2 separate regions of the Podarcis muralis genome follow, and region 1 is linked to region 2. A link is a contact called in public Hi-C data. All regions are on one chromosome and are shown on one strand. Each heading gives the region's core, a stretch centred on a gene start, on an enhancer-like site or on the middle of the called end of the contact. The rest is flanking DNA. Distances are from core to core; before and after follow the strand shown. Region 1 holds the start of NDUFB6 (NADH:ubiquinone oxidoreductase subunit B6). Region 2 holds the start of CDC37L1 (cell division cycle 37 like 1, HSP90 cochaperone).

Evidence for each region. Hi-C and Micro-C count contacts between places; a contact is called where the count stands out from the background.
Region 1: a contact with region 2 is called in a Hi-C map of blood, with 5 times the contacts expected there. The contact joins the promoter of NDUFB6 here to the promoter of CDC37L1 in region 2. A contact is called at or near these places in 2 of 3 Hi-C or Micro-C datasets (blood and tail).

What each region holds. Positions count from the first base shown.
Region 1 is chr17:22,498,822-22,501,552 of rPodMur119.hap1.1, forward strand. NDUFB6 (NADH:ubiquinone oxidoreductase subunit B6) reads right to left here and starts at 1,381. Exons shown (of 4, transcript XM_028711936.2): 1 at 791-1,381. The coding sequence starts at 1,366.
Region 2 is chr17:22,269,282-22,272,152 of rPodMur119.hap1.1, forward strand. It overlaps CDC37L1 (cell division cycle 37 like 1, HSP90 cochaperone), which reads right to left and starts at 1,420. Exons shown (of 7, transcript XM_028711935.2): 1 at 1,275-1,420. The coding sequence starts at 1,352. It overlaps SPATA6L (spermatogenesis associated 6 like), which reads left to right and starts at 2,268. Exons shown (of 11, transcript XM_028711927.2): 1 at 2,268-2,838. The coding sequence starts at 2,800.

The DNA.
Region 1 (2,731 bases), core at 131-2,630, 230 kb after region 2:
GTATCCCCCAATGGAAACCAGAGTCAGAGGTCATACATTTTCTATTACTGGGGAATGATCAGGAGCTCACCAAGTTAGTGGCTAAATATCTCTATTTGGGTCTTTGCCGTCAAAATACACTGCAGACGTCTGATCTCCCTGGAGACCAAGAGATGTGACGATAGACTGCCCTGCCTCCTTTCTTTGAGCAAATGTTTGTGCCACTGTAAAGGTAAAGGGAGCCCTGACTGTTAGGTCCAGTCGTGACAGACTCTGGGGTTGCGGCGCTCATCTCGCTTTATTGGCCAAGGTCATGTGGCCAGCAGGACTAAGCCGCTTCTGGCGAACCAGAGCAAAGCACGGAAACGGCGTTTACCTTCCTGCTGGAGCGGTGCCTATTTATCTACTTGCACTTTGACATGCTTTCAAACTGCTAAGTTGGCAGGAGCAGGGACCGAGCAACGGGAGCTCACCCCATCGCGGGGATTCGAACTGCCGACCTTCTGATCAGCAAGTCCTAGGCTCTGTGGTTTAACCCTGTGGTTTAACCCACAGCGCCACTGGGGAAGCAGTAATTCTGTATTGATTTGTTTTGGATGTTTGTATGCGATGCCAAGGAAAGGTTTGACGATGATGATGATGATGACGACGACGACGACTACAACTCCCATCATCCCTGATCACTGGTCCTGTTAGCTAGGGATGATGGGAGATGTAGTCCCAAAACATCTGGAGGTCCGGGTTTGCCTATGCCTGACCTAAACCCGCGAGGAAAGAGTCTCCCTTGGGCCTCCCTCCCTCCCCGCCTCACCTGCTGCCTCCAGAGCCCGCCGGGCTTGAGGAACCCCTCCCAGAAGCCTTCCACCAGGCCGGGCTTCCTCGGGGGCAGGACGGGCTCCCTGGGGCTCAGCTCCTGGTCCTTCAGCCAGCGGCGCCGCAGCGCCCTCAGCTGCTCCAGGCGAAGCTTCTCGTCGGCCGTGTAGCCCATCGTCGTCCCCTGAGGGACGATGCCGCCGCGGCCCAGCTCCGAGCCCGGAGGAGCCATCTCCACACGACCTTGCCCGGCAGCGGGCAGCAGCACGGCGACCGACGGACAGGAAGTGGCGTCACCCTCGCGCGCCGCCGCCGCAGGACCCCATAGAGATAGGAAGAAGGAAAAAAGGTTAAAGTGACACACGGTTTCATACTTCCGGCGATGCGGGATGGGTTCTTCGTAGGCACCTTTCCCCCTCCCAGTACTTTTCAACGTGAGTTTTTTTAAATTAAAAAGGTGATTTTGTTGAGAATCCAAAACGCAGGAAGCGTGAAAAGAAAACCCCAGTAACGTCTTTCTATCCGGTTTTTCAGGACGGAGAACGGCTCCCTGCTTTGCGTAGGAAGTTGGCATTTTGCCCCGGAATCTGCGGCTGCTCCGCTGCTATGCATGGCTCTACACTTTTCTGGCTCTGGGGGGCGACGCCTGCATCTTGAATCCAGCAGAAGCGGATCAAACAGAGCAGAGAGCCGAGCTTTCCCGTATATCACCTAAAAGAGCCTCACTTGAATGTCTGAGGTCTCCTCCCGTATTGTATTGTATATTAATTTCTATTTTATTTACGTCCCACCTTTTTATTTTATTTTATGTTATTATTTTATATTTTTATTTTTTATTTTTTTATTTTTATATTATTTTTACCCCACCTTTCTTCTTCAAGAAGCCCTGATCAGATTCAAATTCATGGCATCACCAGCAGCCAGACTTGCTTTGGTTTAGCTGTTTAGCATCAAATCACCAAGCCTCACTGATGTAGGGCTTTCTTCCGAGTAGGCATGGTTGGGCTTGAGCTGTTAAGAATGTGGGAATGAGCTGGATTTGCTGAACTATCGGGACGTGTTGATAAATGGATTAGAACATTCACCCATCCTTTTATTGGCATAATTTAGACAATAAAATCATAAAAGAGAAAGGAATAAAATAAAAAAGGCGATGAATCAATAAAACATTGGCGATTAGAACCAAAGGTTGTAGCAACCCTTCAGAATGCTATAGACTATTTCCCTCTGTGAGGATATGTTATTAAAAGATGCAGTGGGACAGGGCATTTTTCTTCTTCTTGAAATGAGGGGTTTTTTGTTGTTGCAGAAAGCAGCAGGCAAATAGCACCCTAACTGAGCCAATGTAAAGTCAGGATTTCACTTCTTGTTCCTATACCTGCAATCATCAAGGTTTGCATACAGTGGTACCTCGGTCCGCTAACCCAGAAATATTACCTTGGGTTAAGAACTTTGCTTCAGGATGAGAAGAGAAATCGTGCGGCGGCAGCGGGAGGCCCCCATTAGCTAAAGTGGTACCTCAGGTTAAGAAGAGTTTCAGGTTAAGAACGGACCTCCAGAACGAATTAAGTTCTTAACCCGAGGTACCACTGTACAGTGGATGCTCGGGTTGCGAATGTGATCCGTGTGAGAGGCAAGTTCGCAACCCGCAGCGCCGCATCTGCGCACGCGCGAGTCTTGATTCAGCTCTTCTGTGCATGCACAAAGCATGATTTAGCACTTCTGTGCATGCAGGAGCGCCGAAACCCGGAAGTAACCCGTTCCGGTAATTCCTGGTTTGGCGCGGTGCGCAACCTGAAGCGTCTGTAACCCGAGGTATGACTGTATTATGTACATTGTTATATTGTTGAATTGCAACCAGTATTTTCATTATGGTTTTTAATTGGGGTAAGCCAGTAAAGGGGCCATGTTTTGCTTAAAAATATGAGTTCTTAAAAAA
Region 2 (2,871 bases), core at 170-2,669:
CATCTGTCTCCTGAGAAATCTCTATGTGGGACAAGAAGCTACAGTTAGAACTGGATATGGAACAACTGATAGGTTCAAAATTGGGAAAGGAGTACGGCAAGGCTGTATATTGTCTCCCTGGTTATTTAACTTATATGCAGAATTCATTATGCGAAAGGCTGGACTGGATGAATCCCAAGCCGGAATTAAGATCGCCAGAAGAAATATCAACAACCTCCGATATGCAGATGACACAACCTTGATGGCAGAAAGCGAGGAGGAATTAAAGAACCTTTTAATGAGGGTGAAAGAGGAGAGCGCAAAATATGGTCTGAAACTCAACATCAAAAAAACGAAGATCATGGCCACTGGTCCCATCACCTCCTGGCAAATAGAAGGGGAAGAAATGGAGGCAGTGAGAGATTTAACTTTTTTGGGCTCCATGATCACTGCAGATGGTGACAGCAGACACGAAATTAAAAGACGCCTGCTCCTTGGGAGAAAGGCGATGGCAAACCTAGACAGCATCCTAAAAAGCAGAGACATCACCTTGCCAACAAAGGTCCGTATAGTCAAAGCCATGGTTTTCCCAGTAGTGATGTATGGAAGTGAGAGCTGAACCATCAAGAAGGCTGATCGCCGAAGAATTGATGCTTTTGAATTATGGTGCTGGAGGAGACTCTTGAGAGTCCCATGGACTGCAAGAAGATCAAACGTATCCATTCTTAAGGAAATCAGCCCTGAGTGCTCACTGGAAGGGCAGATCGTGAAGTTGAGGCTCCAATACTTTGGCCACCTCATGAGAAGAGAAGACTCCCTGGAAAAGACCCTGATGTTGGGAAAGATGGAGGGCACAAGGAGAAGGGGACGACAGAGGACAAGATGGTTGGACGGTGTTCTCGAAGCTACAAACACGAGTTTGACCAAACTGCGGGAGACGGTGGAAGACAGGAGTGCCTGGCATGCTCTGGTCCATGGGGTCACGAAGAGTCGGACACGACTAAACAACAACATGCTTCTAATAATCCTATATTATCCAGGAGAGGGGGCAACCCTCAGTCTCCGGGGGGGGGCAGGGAGACGGCTAAAGTGACGACGTCGGGGTGTGTGTGTGAATAAGGAGAGATCAGCAGCCAGGCCAAGCCCGCCAAGGTGCCTCGAGCGACGCCACCGAGCAAGGGACGGGAAGGAACCGGACCCCCCGCTGCCCCGTTCCTGCGAGCGCCCCTCTCGGAGAAGGGGAGCGAGTCCTTCCGAGGAGCCTCTCGGCGTCTCTGCCGGAGGAGCGGCTGTACCTGAGCGCCTGGCCGGGGGAGGAGGTCTTCCTGCTGCCCCGCGCGCAGGTCCTGGGAGCGCGGCAGCCACAGAGACATCCCTGCCCCGTCTCAGCCTCGACTTCCGGCTTCTACTACAAGGTCCCGCCGGAAGTTCCTGCGGGAGGCACTTCCGGCAACAACGCCGCGTCGCCGGCTTATGAGCTCACCGCGCCGCTGCCTCCTCCCGCCCCCTCTCCACGGCTGCGTCAGCTGTCCGGGCGGTTGCTAGGAGACAGGGAGGGAAGCCTCGCGCTTGCGCGGTGGGCTGAGCCGGAGGCGCCGGCTCCTCTGGGCAGCTCAGGCAGCGTCTGCCGTTGCTATTGCGTCTCACTATTATTATTATTATTACAATTACATAGGTTCATAGAGTGAGAAGGGTCCACGAGGGTTATCTAGTCCAACCCCACGCAATGCAGGAATTTTTCACCCAACGTGGGACTCGAACCCACAAACCTGAGATGAAGTGTCTCATGCTTCCACTGAAGCATGCATGATTCAGCAGCCCATTAACAACTTATTATTATTATTACCAGTGCTTTTTTCTGGGGGGACACAGGGTACGCATACCCCTAAACATTTTGTGAATCTTTGCACTTTTGTCCATTTACTGTATTTATTTCCCCCGATTTGAACTATAAAATTGTGATTTTCTTGATTCCAAATGAGAGTACCCCTAAACATATATTATTATTATTGAAAAAAGCACTGATTATTACTATTACTACATAGGTTCATAGAGTTGGAAGAGGCCTCGAGGGCCATCTTGTCCAACCCCCTGTAATGCAGGAATCTTTCACCCATCGTGAGACTCGAACCCACAACCCTGAGATGATGAAGCGTCTCATGCTCTACCGAAGGAGAGACTCCCTGGTTATTTAACTTATATGCAGAATTCATTATGCGAAAGGCTGGACTGGATGAATCCCAAGCCGGAATTAATCCCAAGCAGCCCATTAACATCATCATCATCATCATCATCATTTGCTAGGGCAAAAGCTTTCCAGCTTGCAGGGCTCGGGGAGAAGGCAGAAAGGGGCCACCTGCCGGCGGGACCGGTTGTTCCCTTGCACCAATTTCCCGGCTAGGACGTTTTTGACACCAAACGGCAGCCTGCCTTTCATTTCGGCAGAAATTCAACAGGTGATGCTCCTCCTCCACCTGCTGAAATCCTGCAGCTGTGCGAAAGGCGCATGATGAGCCCCGCCGAGGAAAAAAAAGCAGCTTGCAAAGCTTGCAAGGAGGAAACCTCCAGCTGCCTAGGCTCTTCTCGCCTAAGCAGTTTTGCTCGCGAGTAAACCCAGCCCCCGCCGTCAGAGAGAGAGAGAGGCGCCTGGGGGAAAGGACCCGAGGCCCCTCCTCCCCTCCCTTCCCCTCCCCGCGGCGAGCGAGGGACGCCGGAACGTTGGCGTCGCCATGGCAACACGACGCTTTCTCCCCCCCCCACCCGCACAGCGACGGTGTGGCTGCCCTGGCGGAAGGAAGAGCCCCTCTCGCGCCCCGGAGGATGCCGCTCAAGGTGGTGGTGGAGCTGCAGATCCACGCGGTGAGGCCGGCAGGAGAGGGGGGGCTGTGCAAG